Regions from separate parts of the Mus musculus genome. Here region 2 is linked to region 1. The links are chromatin contacts, called in public HiChIP or PLAC-seq maps. All regions are on one chromosome and are shown on one strand. Each heading gives the region's core, a stretch centred on a gene start, on an enhancer-like site or on the middle of the called end of the contact. The rest is flanking DNA. Distances are from core to core; before and after follow the strand shown. Region 1 overlaps Gigyf2 (GRB10 interacting GYF protein 2). Region 2 overlaps Dgkd (diacylglycerol kinase, delta).

The links. HiChIP or PLAC-seq counts read pairs in DNA pulled down with a chosen protein or histone mark.
Region 2: a contact with region 1 is called in an H3K27ac HiChIP or PLAC-seq map of extraembryonic endoderm stem cells, with 7 times the contacts expected there. The contact joins two enhancer-like sites. A contact is called at or near these places in 3 of 39 promoter capture datasets (the 3T3-L1 cell line, the HPC-7 cell line and HPC-7-derived erythroid cells), 1 of 484 Hi-C or Micro-C datasets (CD4 T cells), 3 of 115 datasets of contacts at active chromatin or transcription factors (T-cell acute lymphoblastic leukemia, extraembryonic endoderm stem cells and memory CD8 T cells) and 3 of 9 other capture datasets (adipose tissue, liver and pancreatic islet).

The regions. Positions count from the first base shown.
Region 1 is chr1:87,411,919-87,418,828 of GRCm38.p6, forward strand. It overlaps Gigyf2 (GRB10 interacting GYF protein 2), which reads left to right. Exons shown (of 29, transcript NM_146112.4): 15 at 4,900-5,066. Among named protein-coding and RNA genes, the nearest start is that of Kcnj13, 21 kb to the left of the region's middle. Within about 2 kb of position 1,378, at least 11 of the 459 cell types and tissues checked have an H3K27ac peak or open chromatin away from gene starts, as enhancers often do. A contact at or near this core is called in extraembryonic endoderm stem cells, where this site is marked.
Region 2 is chr1:87,915,983-87,923,220 of GRCm38.p6, forward strand. Dgkd (diacylglycerol kinase, delta) reads left to right here. Exons shown (of 30, transcript NM_177646.3): 6 at 387-493; 7 at 825-950; 8 at 1,910-2,012; 9 at 2,577-2,739; 10 at 5,591-5,699. Among named protein-coding and RNA genes, the nearest start is that of Gm19582, 65 kb to the left of the region's middle. Within about 2 kb of position 4,424, at least 10 of the 459 cell types and tissues checked have an H3K27ac peak or open chromatin away from gene starts, as enhancers often do. A contact at or near this core is called in extraembryonic endoderm stem cells, where this site is marked.

The DNA of each region.
Region 1 (6,910 bases), core at 128-2,627:
AGCCTCCTGTTTGTTTAATGTCAGTGTGCATAATGGAAAACAAAGTCAACAGACTTGCTCTATAAGTACAAAGAAGAAACCTAGGAAACAAACACAGGTAGAGTGATGGCTAAACTGGCAGCGGGGTCAGCAGAATGCTCTGTGCACTCCCTGAGCTCCATACATCCCAGCTAGGTAAGAGATGCTACATCACTCACATCTCTGCTTCAGCATCCACACCAACAGAAGGTGCTAGCAGCAAGTGTTGGAGAGCCTGACATGATTTGCTGAGGTAGGCTTGCTATAAAGAACAAAGAATTACTGAAATGACTAAGAAAAGACTATAGTATTACGAATGCATCCCTTAAAAGATTTGAATAAACTAGATTAGAGGAGAGAAATTGTAAAGCATGTGTAGATTCATTTCTGCTTTAAAAAATGTTTAACTCCTGAGTTGCTTATTGGTATATTAGTGTCAGTTTTAGCACAATACTTAGGGAATATATCTTGTGAGGGCACCAGAATGTTAGTGTCTTCCACTTCCAGTTCTCTTAGCCTACCCTGCCTTGCTCTACTTTGCAGGAGTTACCTACTGCACCACTGCCTGGTCTTGTTCATTATTGACATCCAAGTAGAAGGTTAACTAGATTTTTTTGCGGTTTTAGCAGCACTGTTGTCCTTTTATAGCAACATGCATTTCCTTTCACACTTCTTTGTTAATCTGTGGTAAACATCAATCTGTTAACAGTTTTATATTTTACCATTTTAGGAATGTTATGTAAATAGACTCACACAGTTTACAATGTTTGGTTGGGGTGGTTCTGTCCACTTGGTATAATCCCCGAGATTCATCCAGGTGGCTTCATATGTAATTACTTTCTTTCCTTGTACTGCTGAGTCATACTCGACCATGCTGGTGTGTTATAGCATGTTTAACCATTCTTCTGATGAAGGACATTTGAGTGCTTCAAATTTTTTGACTGCTAGAAATGAAACTGCTGTAAACATTTATGAGCGGTATGTGAAAGTATGTCATTCTTTCAGAATAAAGCCCAGGAGTGCAAGTACTAGGTCAAGTGGCAGTCGAATCTTTCGTTTTTAGAACTGCTTTCCAGAGTGTTTGAACCATCCTATATGCCCTCTGACAATATGCACATTACTACTTCTCTTTACCAGAAGTTGATGATGATAGGTTTTGTGTTTCATTGTTTTTGTTTTTTAAAATCATTCTAGGAAGTGTGTAATGATACTTTACTGTGGCTCAGGATCTCCATCCATTTTGAACTTTGAGCAGTGTCTTGTCTCTCAGCCTCCTGAATGCTAGCACTATAAATATGTGTATCTTTTAGTCTCCTGATTTGTCATCTCTGAGGCTTACTTCCATCTGCTAACCTCTGTACAATCTAATCTAGGCCCAGAGTGTTTTCAGCCTCTGAGACTTACTATTGAATAAGCTCACCCCTCTCTAGTTGGCTCACTCAACTCAGCTGATCTGGCTAAATCTCCTCTCCATTCTAATTGATTCAATCTATCTTCTCAGTTTCTTACTGAATTACTCTGCTTGGCCTCAAACATTGACATTCTGTTCTAATCTTCTGGCTCCTTTTCTTTCTCTGGCTTGTTCTATCTTTATGCTTGTCTAGCTTGCTCTCTCTTTAACCCCCCTCTGTAAAACTCTCACAGTAAAAGTGCCTCTTTCTCCTTCCTCTTTTTTTTTCTCTCTGCACTGCTCTTGAGTAGCCTTTCTCTTCTCTCTCTCTCTCTCTCTCTCTCTCTCTCTCTCTTTTTAAGATTTTATTTATTATTATACATAATAATAATTATTATAATAATAATAATTATAATAATAAATTATACATAAGTACACTGTAGCTGTTTTCAGACACGCCAGAAGAGGGTGTCAGGTGTGGTTGTGAGCCACCATGTGGTTGCTGGGATTTGAACTAAGGACCTTCGGAAGAGCAGTCAGTGCTCTTACCCACTGAGCCATCTCTCCAGCCCTCCTTTTTCTTCTCATGAGAGTTTGGCATATCCTATTTTGTCAAATCAGCTTGTCTGCCACTCAGTTCGACACCACTTTCAAACATGGGTGTTTCTTTCTGCAAACTAACTTTACATTCATTGTTTGGGATTAAAGGTGTGTGTACTAAGGGTGTGTTTACATTCCAGCCAGAGGGATTAAAGGTGTAATCTAAGGGCTAAGCCATACCACAACTAGAAACAGTTTTTTCAGTAAATAACACAATCTTGGGGTTCACAGTGTGACCACATATCCTGCAACAGACATGCTCAGACCTACCTGCTTCTCTATCATATTTGTAACTGTCTCTATAGCTGCTGTGCTGTTTTATGTTCTTGCCAAAGGTACACAGGATTCTCATTTGTCTACATCCGTGCTCACTTTTGGTTTATTTTGTAGTTGTTGGGATATCCCATTGTATGTACCGTTTGTTTGAGCGGAGGGAGTTTAGCCCCTGGTGAGCTCCAGCTCTAATTCTCCTGACTTGGCCTCAAGGGCGCTGGGATTACGGATGCCTTCTCCCAAACCTAGAGTGCTGTGGTGTCTGGCTCTGATTGCTGTGTTGAGCATCTTTACCTGTGTTTATGTCTAAAGGAGTTTTTCCCTTTCTCAGCCTCTATCTCCCTTTTTGAGATGATATCTTGTATTACTTACACTGATTTCACACTTCTGGGCTGAAGGCCCCTGCCCCAGCCCTCCGTAGTAGCTAGAAATAATAAAGCCAACAGACACAATTATTCTACTAGGCATGTTTGTGTGTACCTGGTGGTAGGTCCTTTTTTTGTTTCTAAAGATTATTATTTATTATCACTATTTATGTATTTGCATGTTGTGTGAAGCCAGAGGACAATTCTATGGAATTGGTTCTGCATTTTCACCTTTCCTTGAGTTTCAAGGGTGGAACTGGGGTCACTGGGTTTAAGTGCTCATACTTACTGAGCCATCTTGCTGGCCCAGATCTTTGTCTTCTTACAGGTGTTTACTTTTTTTTTTCCATTTTAAATTTTGTGTGTGTGTGTGTGTGTGGGGGGTTATATGTACATGTGTATCAGGTGTTTGTAAGCTGACATATGATGCTGGAACCCAAACCTGCATCTTTTGCCAGAGCAATGGGTGTTTTAACTGGGAACCATCTGTGTGTGCGATGGTGGTGGGCAGGTGCACACATGGTGTGGAAGTCAGAGGACAACTTGCAAGTGTTGATTCTCTTCACTGTGTGGTTCCCAGAGATCTTTCTCAAGTTAGTTGTCAGGCTTAGTGGTAACCATTTTAACCGACTTCTCATCTTTCATCTTTTTTATTTCCTAATGTTTTTTAGTTCAACTCTTTTGCATATATAATATATAAAATGCTTCACAGATTTGGGTGTCATCCTTGCATAGGGACCATGCTATTCCAGTTTTTTTAGTATATGTGCTACCAAAGTAAGCTCTCATCCTTAGGATAAAAAAGGTGGTGTAAATATTTCTGCACCATATGTAATGTACCATATAAAATATTGGTAACCCTTCCTTCCCCACCATTATAGTCAGCTTACTCATACATTTTTATAAGTTGAATGAAGCATCTTATTCCAAGAGTAAGTTTAACTTTATCATTGTTTATTTAGTGTATGTGGAGTGTACAAGTACACATAGAGACATACACATTCTTTTAGCCATAAATTATTTGGAAGTGGTTTTAGCTTCTAAGCTAGGGATTTTCCTGTTAGTATTCTGGTGTGTGAGTGTGTGTGTGTGTGTGTGTGTGTGAGAGAGAGAGAAAGACAGACAGACAGACAGACAGACAGACAGACAGACAGACAGACAGTGTGTGCGTGTATCAGCGCATATATACACACATATTCTGTGGTGATGCGGTGTTTTATTTTAATTAAAAATTTGGAGGGGATCAGTTGTGGTTGTGCATGCCTTTAATCCCAGCACTCTGGAGGCAGAGGCCAGAAACTGGTAGATCTCTGTGAGTTTGAGACAAGCCTGGTCTGTAAAACAAATTCAGTACAGCCAGGGCTATTACACAGACCAAACCTGTCCAGAAAAAACAAAAAAAAAACAAAAAAAAAAAAAAAAAAAGAAAGAAGAAACAAAAATGGGATTACTGGATAAATGACTTAACAGTTAAAAAAGTGCTGCTCTTCCAGAGGACCCAGGCTTACTCCCAGGATCTACATAGTTATATAGTCAGACCCATCTGTAACTCAGGTTCTGGGGATCCCACACCCACTCTGGCCTCTGTGACCAGCCACATATGTGGTACAGAGACATTCCTATAGGCAAAACACCCATTCATACCTAAAAAAAATTTTTAATGCTAAAAAAATACTGAAAATTTGTCTCTGTTCTGTAAGTTTTTATGTTTAAAGTGCTCAACTAAAGAATGCTATTTTTTTCTCAAGGCCAGATTTGGTCTAGTTGGGTACATTCATTGCAGTTTGCCTTAGTTCAGTTGATGATTGCTTTTTACAAATCACTAATCTCCAACAGAACATAACAAATGTAGCCCTGAGAATTTAGTGATCATATCCAGCACATGCTATCAGCTCGTCAGTGTATTTTACGCTCCTGATGTGAGTTGTTGCAGAGGGCGAGACGGTTATTCTGCGTATAGTCATTAAAGCATTGGTGACAAATTTGAGACGCGTCAGGCTGGAGCTTGCTCGGGGGTGAGACTCAGCAGCAGGGTACTTGCTGAAAATGAGTAATGTCCTGGCTTAAACTCCCAGCTTGGGGACACAACATTGTGCATTTCAAAATTTAATTCCCTTTGTATCTAATTTTAAAAAATCTTATTTGTTACTTTTTGAGGTAAGCTGGTATTCTATAAAATTTTGAATGAACATGAGACTCAGGGAATATACTTATTTTTGAGCCTGACAGCATTCTCACTCCCCTTGTGTTTAGGTCCCTTTAACAATCAGGAGATGGCCGAGTGGTTTCAGGCGGGCTATTTTACTATGTCTTTGCTGGTGAAGAGAGCATGTGATGAAAGCTTCCAGCCCCTTGGTGATATCATGAAAATGTGGGGAAGGGTTCCTTTCTCTCCAGGCCCAGCTCCCCCTCCTCATATGGTGAGTATCTTCCCACTTGCCTGAGATTCACAGTAGACACAGGAGTACTTGTTTCTCTTTGAATGACAACCAGGGTTGCAGTGAAGGAAGAAAGAATGGTAGTTTCTCTTTCTTTTTCTTTGATACAGGGTTTTGGCCTGGAACTTGCTCTGCAGACCAGGTTGACCTCAAACTTGTGGTGGTTCTCTTGCTCCTACCTAAGTTGCTGGGATCATAGGCATGAACTACCATACCCAACCTGGTAGTTTCATAGAAGTAAATTGAAATGATAATGGGCATTTTTGAATGGGAGAATTGTATACTGAACACTAATGACCTTTTCAGAACTTACTGTGCATTCATCTATATATACTGTATAAAATCTGTCGGTGGTTTTCTAACCAATAAAGAATGAGACCAATATCTTATCCTGACCTAACCTGTAGGTCCTTTATGGTCTGACTCTCTCCCTTTCATAGCTCATGTCAAAGCTTTTATCTTCTGTGTTTCAAAATGGCTGGCCTCTGAAAAGTTCTTATTACTTTTACTTAGAATGTACACTTTTCCTCTCACCTCTATCTCCTTCTTATTTTCTGGCTCATAAAATTTCTTGAACTTGAGGCTTATCCAAATATAAGTGCCACTTACTGTGTTAGGATATTTTGAAGGCCTAATCCTTTGGCTGGGAAAATTTTCTCTTGAGGCTGGCCTTTCTCAGTTGAGTTGCTAGTAGAGGTTGCTATGTGTGTGTCTGTCTATGTTTTTATTAAATTGAAGCAAGTAGTGGTTGTCCATTGATAAAAGTGATACTATTTAATTTACCATGAATACTGGATTTCTGCAGTAACCTGATGTTGACTTACACAGCTATACTGAGGCTACCAGTGTTATTTTCACGGTAATTGTTTGATAGGTGGCAGTGAATGTGCTGTATCCTCTGTTATTAAAGGATGAGACTCACTGGCTTGCTGGCCATCATACTTTCTCTTCCATGATTCATACATTATTTTTGAGAATTGTTTCTTTTCAATCACAAGAACAATTATAGTGAATCATTACTTGAATTTACCTGACAAGTTTGAGCCTTATTTCCTGTCTTAAAGTTGAAATGTGACTTTGATGTGTCAGGAGCTAAAAGCTGCTCGCTTGGTTTTTGGCATGTTCTCACCCCTTGTTTTCTCCAGTCACAGTCTGCATCTCTTTAGTTGAAGCTGTACCTAAGCCTCGGTCTGTACCCTTCAAGGGGAAACTTTTGGGAAGCTCAGGTTGCTTGTTACCTGCTACCTCCTTCCTCAAAGCACTGATAAGAGAGCTGACTTTCACAAGCAGAACTCTTAAAACCCAGCTACTCGTGTGAAGTGTTGACTAGACCTTACTCCTGATATCTCTGAATTTAGGATTCTTCCTGCCCTAACCCATTGTATGTCAGATGCTTTATTCCAAGCTATAATCAGTAAGCCAGAAAAATACAAGTTCATATATGGTTTGCCTAGGGGTTAGTCTGTTATCTTAGGTTTTTATTTTTATTACTATAAACCTTATATTTTCTTTGCCTCTATTTTAACTTTACAAAACTAAAATTTCAGCCATCTTCTTTGAATTATTTTGAAATACAATGAAAATACTATTAGCCTGTGTTTCCACCTTCCAGTGTATAACTAGCGTTAGAAATCCCTAATTTGAGGGAGGAGTTCTCATCCTATCAGCTGTTAGGTCACTTTACTCTTTTTCATGTTGTCCTGTTTCTGTGATTTTTATGTGATCTTTAAAACAAGCCACCAAGATTTAGAGTGCTGGGTAATTTCTCAATTACAGTAACAGATTGGTAGATCACAGTTCAGCTTTCAGTTTGAAGTAGTGGATGA
Region 2 (7,238 bases), core at 3,174-5,673, 510 kb after region 1:
TCAAGGCCAGGACTGTCTCCTGCTTATTTTGTATAGCTTGTTTTATATTTATTTTAAATGGATAAAAAAAAAAATCCAAAAGAAGAGTATTTTGTAATACGGAGTTAGATGAATTTCTGATTTCAGTTTCATAGTTTTCTGAGTCTTCTTGTCTGCTGGATAGAGGTGAGGTGCAGTGACAGTGGCCAGCATAGTCTGCCGAGTCTCAGTTGCTCACCCCATTCTCCTCTACCGGCTCTCCCCGTGCTCTTCGGTATGGGTGGCAGCACCAAATGACTGGCCTCAAGAGCTCGTTCCACCCTAACCTCACTAAGCAGCCATTTGCCCTACAGGGAGGCTCCTGTTGAGGATGAAGCTTGAAGGATTGTGTATTCCTTTTCCCACAGTGTGTAAGTTTAAGGCTCACAAACGTTGTGCTGTGCGTGCAACTAGTAACTGCAAGTGGACCACATTGGCCTCAATCGGGAAGGATATCATTGAGGACGAGGATGGGGTATGTTCAGAGGGATTCTGCTTGTGGCCTGCAGAGCACCCCCTATTTCCTGCGCCCCCCCCCCCCAATTTAAGATATCATGCTAGGATCTGGAGCTTTATGTCATTGTATTCTAAACTTTGCCCTTAAGTCTGGGTGTCTCCTTCCCAGTAGGTGCTGTGGTGTGGGAGGTACCTCATAGGCCCTGCATGTCCCTGCCCACACTGGCCATCAGGGACAATCTTGTGTGGGGAGGAATGTCTTGAAAAGAACACTGCTATCCCGGGGTGCCCAGGTGAACCCTGTATTGGAACTCTGGGATGTCTCTTGCATGTCCCTCTTTGGTCTATAGATTGCCATGCCTCACCAGTGGTTGGAAGGAAACCTGCCTGTGAGTGCCAAGTGTATCGTGTGTGACAAGACTTGTGGCAGCGTGTTACGCCTGCAGGACTGGCGCTGCCTCTGGTGCAAAGCCATGGTGAGTAGATACAGTCTGTCCTGCCTGTTGATGTGTGGATACACTCTGGGCTTGGGGCTCTGTTCTTCTCCTTCCTGAGTTTACCCCAGAGGTTTTCTGAGGCTTGACTTGGGTCTGGTCAGCCTCATTTTTGACAGTTTTGTTAATTCCTTTCCTTTGACTTTGATCCCATCTTTTACACAAAAAGTACCATATCTGCTCCTTGCAGCGTCTTAGCAGGTTGTGAAGGGGTCTTTTGGGACAGGTTCATGGACTTTTCTGTGAGTGAGAGTAGGAACACTAATGAGGAACCCTGAGGAAGTTTGTTCTGGGACAGTGATCATAGAGATCATAGAGATCCTCAAGCAAAGAGGAGGAGCCACGGCACTGCTGTAGCCTCTTGACGACAGAATCAAGTCTCATAGCCCTGCTTGTCTGCCCACACTGGCCATCAGGGAAAAGCTTGTGTGGGGAGGTGTGTCTTGAGAAGAGCACTTCTGCCCTAGGGTGCCCAGCTGACTATGGGTTGGAACTCTGGGATGCCTTTAGCATGTCCCTGCTTGGTGTACAGATTGCTATGCTCCACCAGTGATTGGAAGGAAACATGGCAATGAGGGTCAGTCACTGACTAGACAGCTGTGGTTCCTGTGGTTGGCACCTTGTTTTGACCCTGTGAGTGACTAGCAAAGAACCTAGTCATAGGAGGGCAGGTTGTCCAGGAGCCCTGAAAGTTAATGGTAGCTAAGATGGAAGCGGGGGGCTGTGGTTCAGTTTCATGTCTGGCTTGTACTGGGTGGAATCCCATCCGATTTCCCGCCTCCTATTTCTAAGGCCAGGCACAGGGTGCTTGGGGATACAGGTTCGCTGGCTCTGATGGTTACTTCCTCTGCTTGGGAGGGATCTCTAGATGCTGTGCCAGGGAGCTTCTGGTGTATGCGAGGAGACTATGATTCCTGGTGACATGTTGATTTTTATTTCAGGTTCACACATCTTGCAAAGAGTCCTTGGTGATGAAGTGTCCACTTGGCCTGTGCAAGGTGTCTGTCATCCCTCCCACGGCACTCAACAGTATTGACTCCGATGGTGGGTGTTCACATGCCATTCCGCTGTGCTGCCTTCCTTACCAGCTCTGGAGATGGGTGTTGTGACAGTTTTGAGACATGATCAGCAAGAGGCTAGGCTCAGATGTGGCATGGGCAGAGGTCATAGTTGGCATCCTGGGAATTGCCATAGGGCTTGCAAGCTTGAACCAGCACTGTTGGAAGGATTGAGAGATGTACTGGCTGCTGAGTAGAGACCCAGTGTAAAGTGTCCTGGTCTGCCAAGAGCTGAAAGACTGTGCCTGTCACCATCTGTGGCAGAGCCTAGCATGTCTGCTTGGACCATGGAGAAACATGCTGGCAAGGATTGGTGAAGGGATCTCCGGGTACATGATTCAGAGGAATGAGCTCTGCCAGGCTGGCAGCAAGAAGAGGGAATAATACAGTGAGGGGAAATCTGTGAGGTGAGGCAGGCTCACCTCCTCACACCCGGGTTGTCCTTCACTGGCTCGCTCGTGCTGTGAGTTCTGTGCCTCTTGTTGCTGCTACCCAGTCTACAACAGCTCAACAGCTTGTAAGGTTCTTTCCTACCCCACCTCATTTCTAGGGTTCTGGAAGGCCACCTGTCCCCCGTCTTGTACAAGCCCTCTGCTGGTTTTTGTCAACTCAAAAAGTGGAGACAATCAAGGTGTGAAGTTTCTCAGAAGATTCAAGCAGCTGCTGAACCCTGCCCAGGTTTTTGACCTCATGAATGGAGGACCACACCTTGGGTAGGGATTGTGTGAGACTTTCCATTCTAGGAATTTACAATATTTTGTAGATAAGACATACTCGTTTTAAAAGGATCAAAAATAAGATTTTTTTTTTTAAGTTCTGGAGAGATGGCTTAGTGCATATGAGCATTGGCTGTTCTTGAGAGGACCCAAGTTTGATTCCCAATATGTAAATGACAGCTCACAACTGTTAGCATTCTGTCTAAGCTTCACCCCACAGTTACTTGGCAACAGCCTGATTCACTATAAAAGGGGCTGCTTGTCCCTCCTAGCTCTTTGGTTCTCGCTTTCTCTTGCTCCTGTCTTGCTCTTTCTCTGCTTCCTTTCCTACCTCTCTCTCCATTCCCTCCCCTCTCCATGTGCTGATGGCCGACCGCTCTACTCCTCTACCCCTCTCTTTCTCTCTGTCTCTGTCTCTCTCTTCCTTTCTCTGCCTCTACTACCCTCTTGACTCCTCTCCCCATGTCCCAAATAACTCTATTCTATGCTATACCATTGTGTGGTTGGTCCCTTAGGGGGAAGGGATACCTCAGCATTGGCCCATCAAGGCACTCCTTTTCCCCCACACTTCATCACACCTCCATAGAACATATTTCCTCCTCTCTTTATCTTTTTATAGACACATCATATTGACTGTTTATAATTCCAGTCACAGAGTATTATTCAACACCTTCTTCTTGCCTCTGTAGACACTGTACCCGTGGTGCATGAACATACATATAAGCAAAACAGCAGTATACATAAAATAAAAATGCATTTTTATAAAGAAATTTTTAAATAGCAAAGTTCAACTGCCCCTCTCAAAAGTCTGCTTATGAAGGACCTGCTCCTAATAGATGGTAGGTGTTTGCATCTCCCATTGCAAAAGCACCACACAAGAGTGAACATGCATGCGCAACTACTCTAGTTGCTACGTACAGCATGTTCACATGTATCAGCTCCTGTGCTTGGGACATTTCTGTGCTGGTGCTTACAGACCTGCCTTGCTCTCTGGACTGCCCGCTTAGTTCTCGGGAAGCCTTTTTCCAGTAAAACCAAGGGGACTTTTCCATCTCAGCACAGTGGGATCTTCATGCAGGTGCAGTGCTCGCCTGCCAGCCAGGGAGACGTGGCCTTCCCTTTTAGTTTTGTACTTTCCACAGGTTTGCAAGAAACATTTGTTCTTGTAAGGTAGGACTCAGAGGGCATGCCAGCATTTGGGGAGATTGAAATGGGAGGTGCTTGCAGCCCCTACTTCCATTGTGAGTTTGGGAGGAGCTTAGGAGAGGTTCTTTTAGAGCCAGATATTGCTATAGCTTGAGCCTGGACTTCTCTGTGTGCCTAAGCTGTGGGGCTCATGGGTGTTGGGCCTTCAATGTTCTTTCTTGTTTTTGTTTTTTTGTTTCTTATTTTTGTTTTGTTTTTCTGCTCTTTCTCACTTGCTGCACAGCTTGCTGGAAGACAGTCACTAGTGGCTTCCTACAGGCTGTTTGTTCAAAGGCAGCATTCCTGAAATTCTGCAGATACCTGTTTTCTGAATGGCACAGATCCATTCTTTCTGAGGTTAATGAGGAACTAGTCTCAGTTCGGCAGGGATATTAAAAGTACCGTATCTGCTGATTGTACTACACTGAACAGGCTCAGGTAGGGATATTGTTTGAAAACTCCACTGTGCTGTGTGGCAGGCAAGCTGGACTTTGATGTGTAAGAGCTCCCTGATATATCGCTGGAGCTAAGCAGAGGGTGGTGTGACAGAGGTCTAGTAGAGATGGCTTGGCAGCTGGTGTACTCATTTCCTGTTTCTGGGAAGCACCTGATATCATACACTTGGTTAACTACCTGAGTTCTGGCCTTGGTTGACCACTGCTTCTCTAGAGAGCAGGGATCCTCATTGGTGAACATTTAAAGGATACATGTAAATATTTTTCTTACCCTTTGGAAGTCAATGCAATCTTGATGCTCAGAACTTATTTGAACCATGGTTCAAATCTGAGGCACTGTCTTGTTGCCCATCCTAGCTTGTGTTCAGAGGACTTCCTCTGCAGCCAGCTCCATTAGAGACAGAGTCTGCAAGGTCCCTGGTGAGAAGGCAGCATATGTAAATAGTTACTTGAATGGAGGGAGGCACTGGTTTCTTTGGGATCCGAAGTAAGGGAGACTATGTTAAGCTAGTGATTTAGTGTCTCCAATGTGCTAGCTTCTGAGGAGGTCCAGTGTGCCCACTTTATACTCTTGCCTTCACCTTTTCCTATATACATGATAGGGACTAGGTCAGACCTTGGTGGAGCTGAGGGCATCAGATACTTATCAGAGAGGGCTCCTATTATTTGCTGAGATATTTGACTCTTTTCTCTTAATTAGCAAGCCATTAGACAAAACATATGATAGAACTCTTGTTTGAGAAGGTTTTATTGGAGACTCCTTAAGGACTCAGAGCAGCAATGGAGGCTGAGCCAAGCTGCCCTTACTCGGGGAGGGGAGGGCTGGGCTAGCACATGAATGAGGAAAGCAAGAGTTGGGGTTCTTGGGCCTGGTATTTAGCTGGGATATGGAAGACTGTGCCACAAGTCCTTCTAGGAGCTGACATCAAGTGAGAATGTCGTGGTACCCTGAAATGTGTGTATTATCTCCTCCCTGTTTCTGGTTGGAGGAGCTGCTGGGATCTGACATTGCCATCATTCATGTAGACAAAAATGGGCCCTGAGCAGAGGGGTTTGGCAGACAGACATCTAGGCCACCTTGTCGACCTTATATATACATATCTGGGCTTAGCCACATGGAACAGGGTGTCCCCTCAGTGTAGGACAGAGAAACCCGTCATTTGTCTTTTAAAGTGCACTCATTTCCCTGGCTTCCCATTCTTCTACAGCTTACGGTTATTTCAGAAGTTTGACACCTTCCGGATTCTGGTTTGTGGCGGGGATGGCAGTGTTGGCTGGGTCCTCTCTGAAATCGATAGCCTCAACCTTCACAAACAGGTACTACAAACAGGTGTTGAGGGGCACCCCACTGTGATGGATGAATGGGAAAATCATGTAGGTTAAGGGAGCTGTAAAAACAACTTGGCATCAGGCTCCATGTGGGGGATGAGTATGGGGGCTGTAGTCCCCTAAGCGCCACCTCTTTCCTGGGAGGTGATGTACCTAATTGCTAGATGCCTCTGTCTTAAGAGGAGAGGAAGAATCTTCAACCTCTATAAAGTTTGAGTTGCAGTTCATTGAACCTAATTGCCTAGTTTTTAACACTAAAATAAAGATATATTATCCTGATTTCTTCCTGTGTTCATTGATTTTTTTACCCTCAGTCCTTCTTTTTGGCAATTAGCCGTTGTGCCTACTGTCATAGCCGTCACTCAGATTGTGTCAAAATGCAGCCTGCTAGTTGGTTACTGAACTGTTGAAATAGCAGTATGTGTGGATTTCCGTATTCTGCTCCAGGAACAGCTCAGAGTGGCAGTTTTCCATGGGATGTAGTGGGAGGACCTGAGTTAGCACTTTTCCCCTCATGCAGGAGCTCGAGGACTGTGACAACCTTGCAGAAATCCTGTTCACATTATGGAATCTTCTCTTTTGAGGAGCCCCTTATTTAAATTTTTAGTGCCAAATTGCACTTGTCAGGGATGCTCCAGTTCACATTCCAGGTGACATGGGACCTTGCCTTGCCTTGTCTTGCTCAGGTGTGTAAACAGAAAGTGTTCATTTTACAGTAACGTCAAGGGCAGCCTTATTGGAATGCTGTTTTAAACCAATCCCCTGCTCATGGTTTTTACGTCTGTCAGTAAAGATCAGCTTTTTTCCTGCCAGGCGGTGGTGGCGCGTGCTTTTAAGCCCAACGCTTAGGAGACAGAGAGGCAGGTGGATCTCTGTGAATTCCAAGTCAGCCTGGTCTACAGAGTTCCAGGATAGCCAGGGCTACACAGAGGAATACGGTCTTGAAATGACAACAACACAACAAAACAAAACAAACATATTTCCCTAGTTTTCTGGCTTATCATTTTTATTTTCTTTATGATTTTTTGTTGTTGTTGTTCTTTAGTTTTCAGTGATTTTGTGTTCATTGTCTAGTTTTACTCACCAATCATAATTTGTGTATTGTCTGGAGAAGAGACGGTCCAGGGTTTACTGATAGCCACACCATAACTCTAGGAAAAGCTTCAGCACCCCCCAGTGGTGGGACTATAGTTACAGTTTTGTTGATTGGCTTTTGAGCTGAATGTTTGTTTGGCTTGCAGAAATGCTATGAATGTGGTTCTGGTACTCAGTCAAGTTCTGTAAACACTTGTCTCCTATGGCTTCTTTGTGCTTCTTGGAGCTCTGTGTACTCTCTCCTGCACCCCTAGCTTCCCCAGCCCTCTATGGGGTAGTGTTTCTTCCCCTGGCCTCTAGTACATGCTATATGGTCAAACTTCATGGGTCCCACTCTCATCTTTCACACTTTTCCTATGGGGAAAGCTTGTGACTCACTGGAGTTTGATGCCATGCCAATTTGGGGGACACTCTGGGGTTTCTGGGTATTGT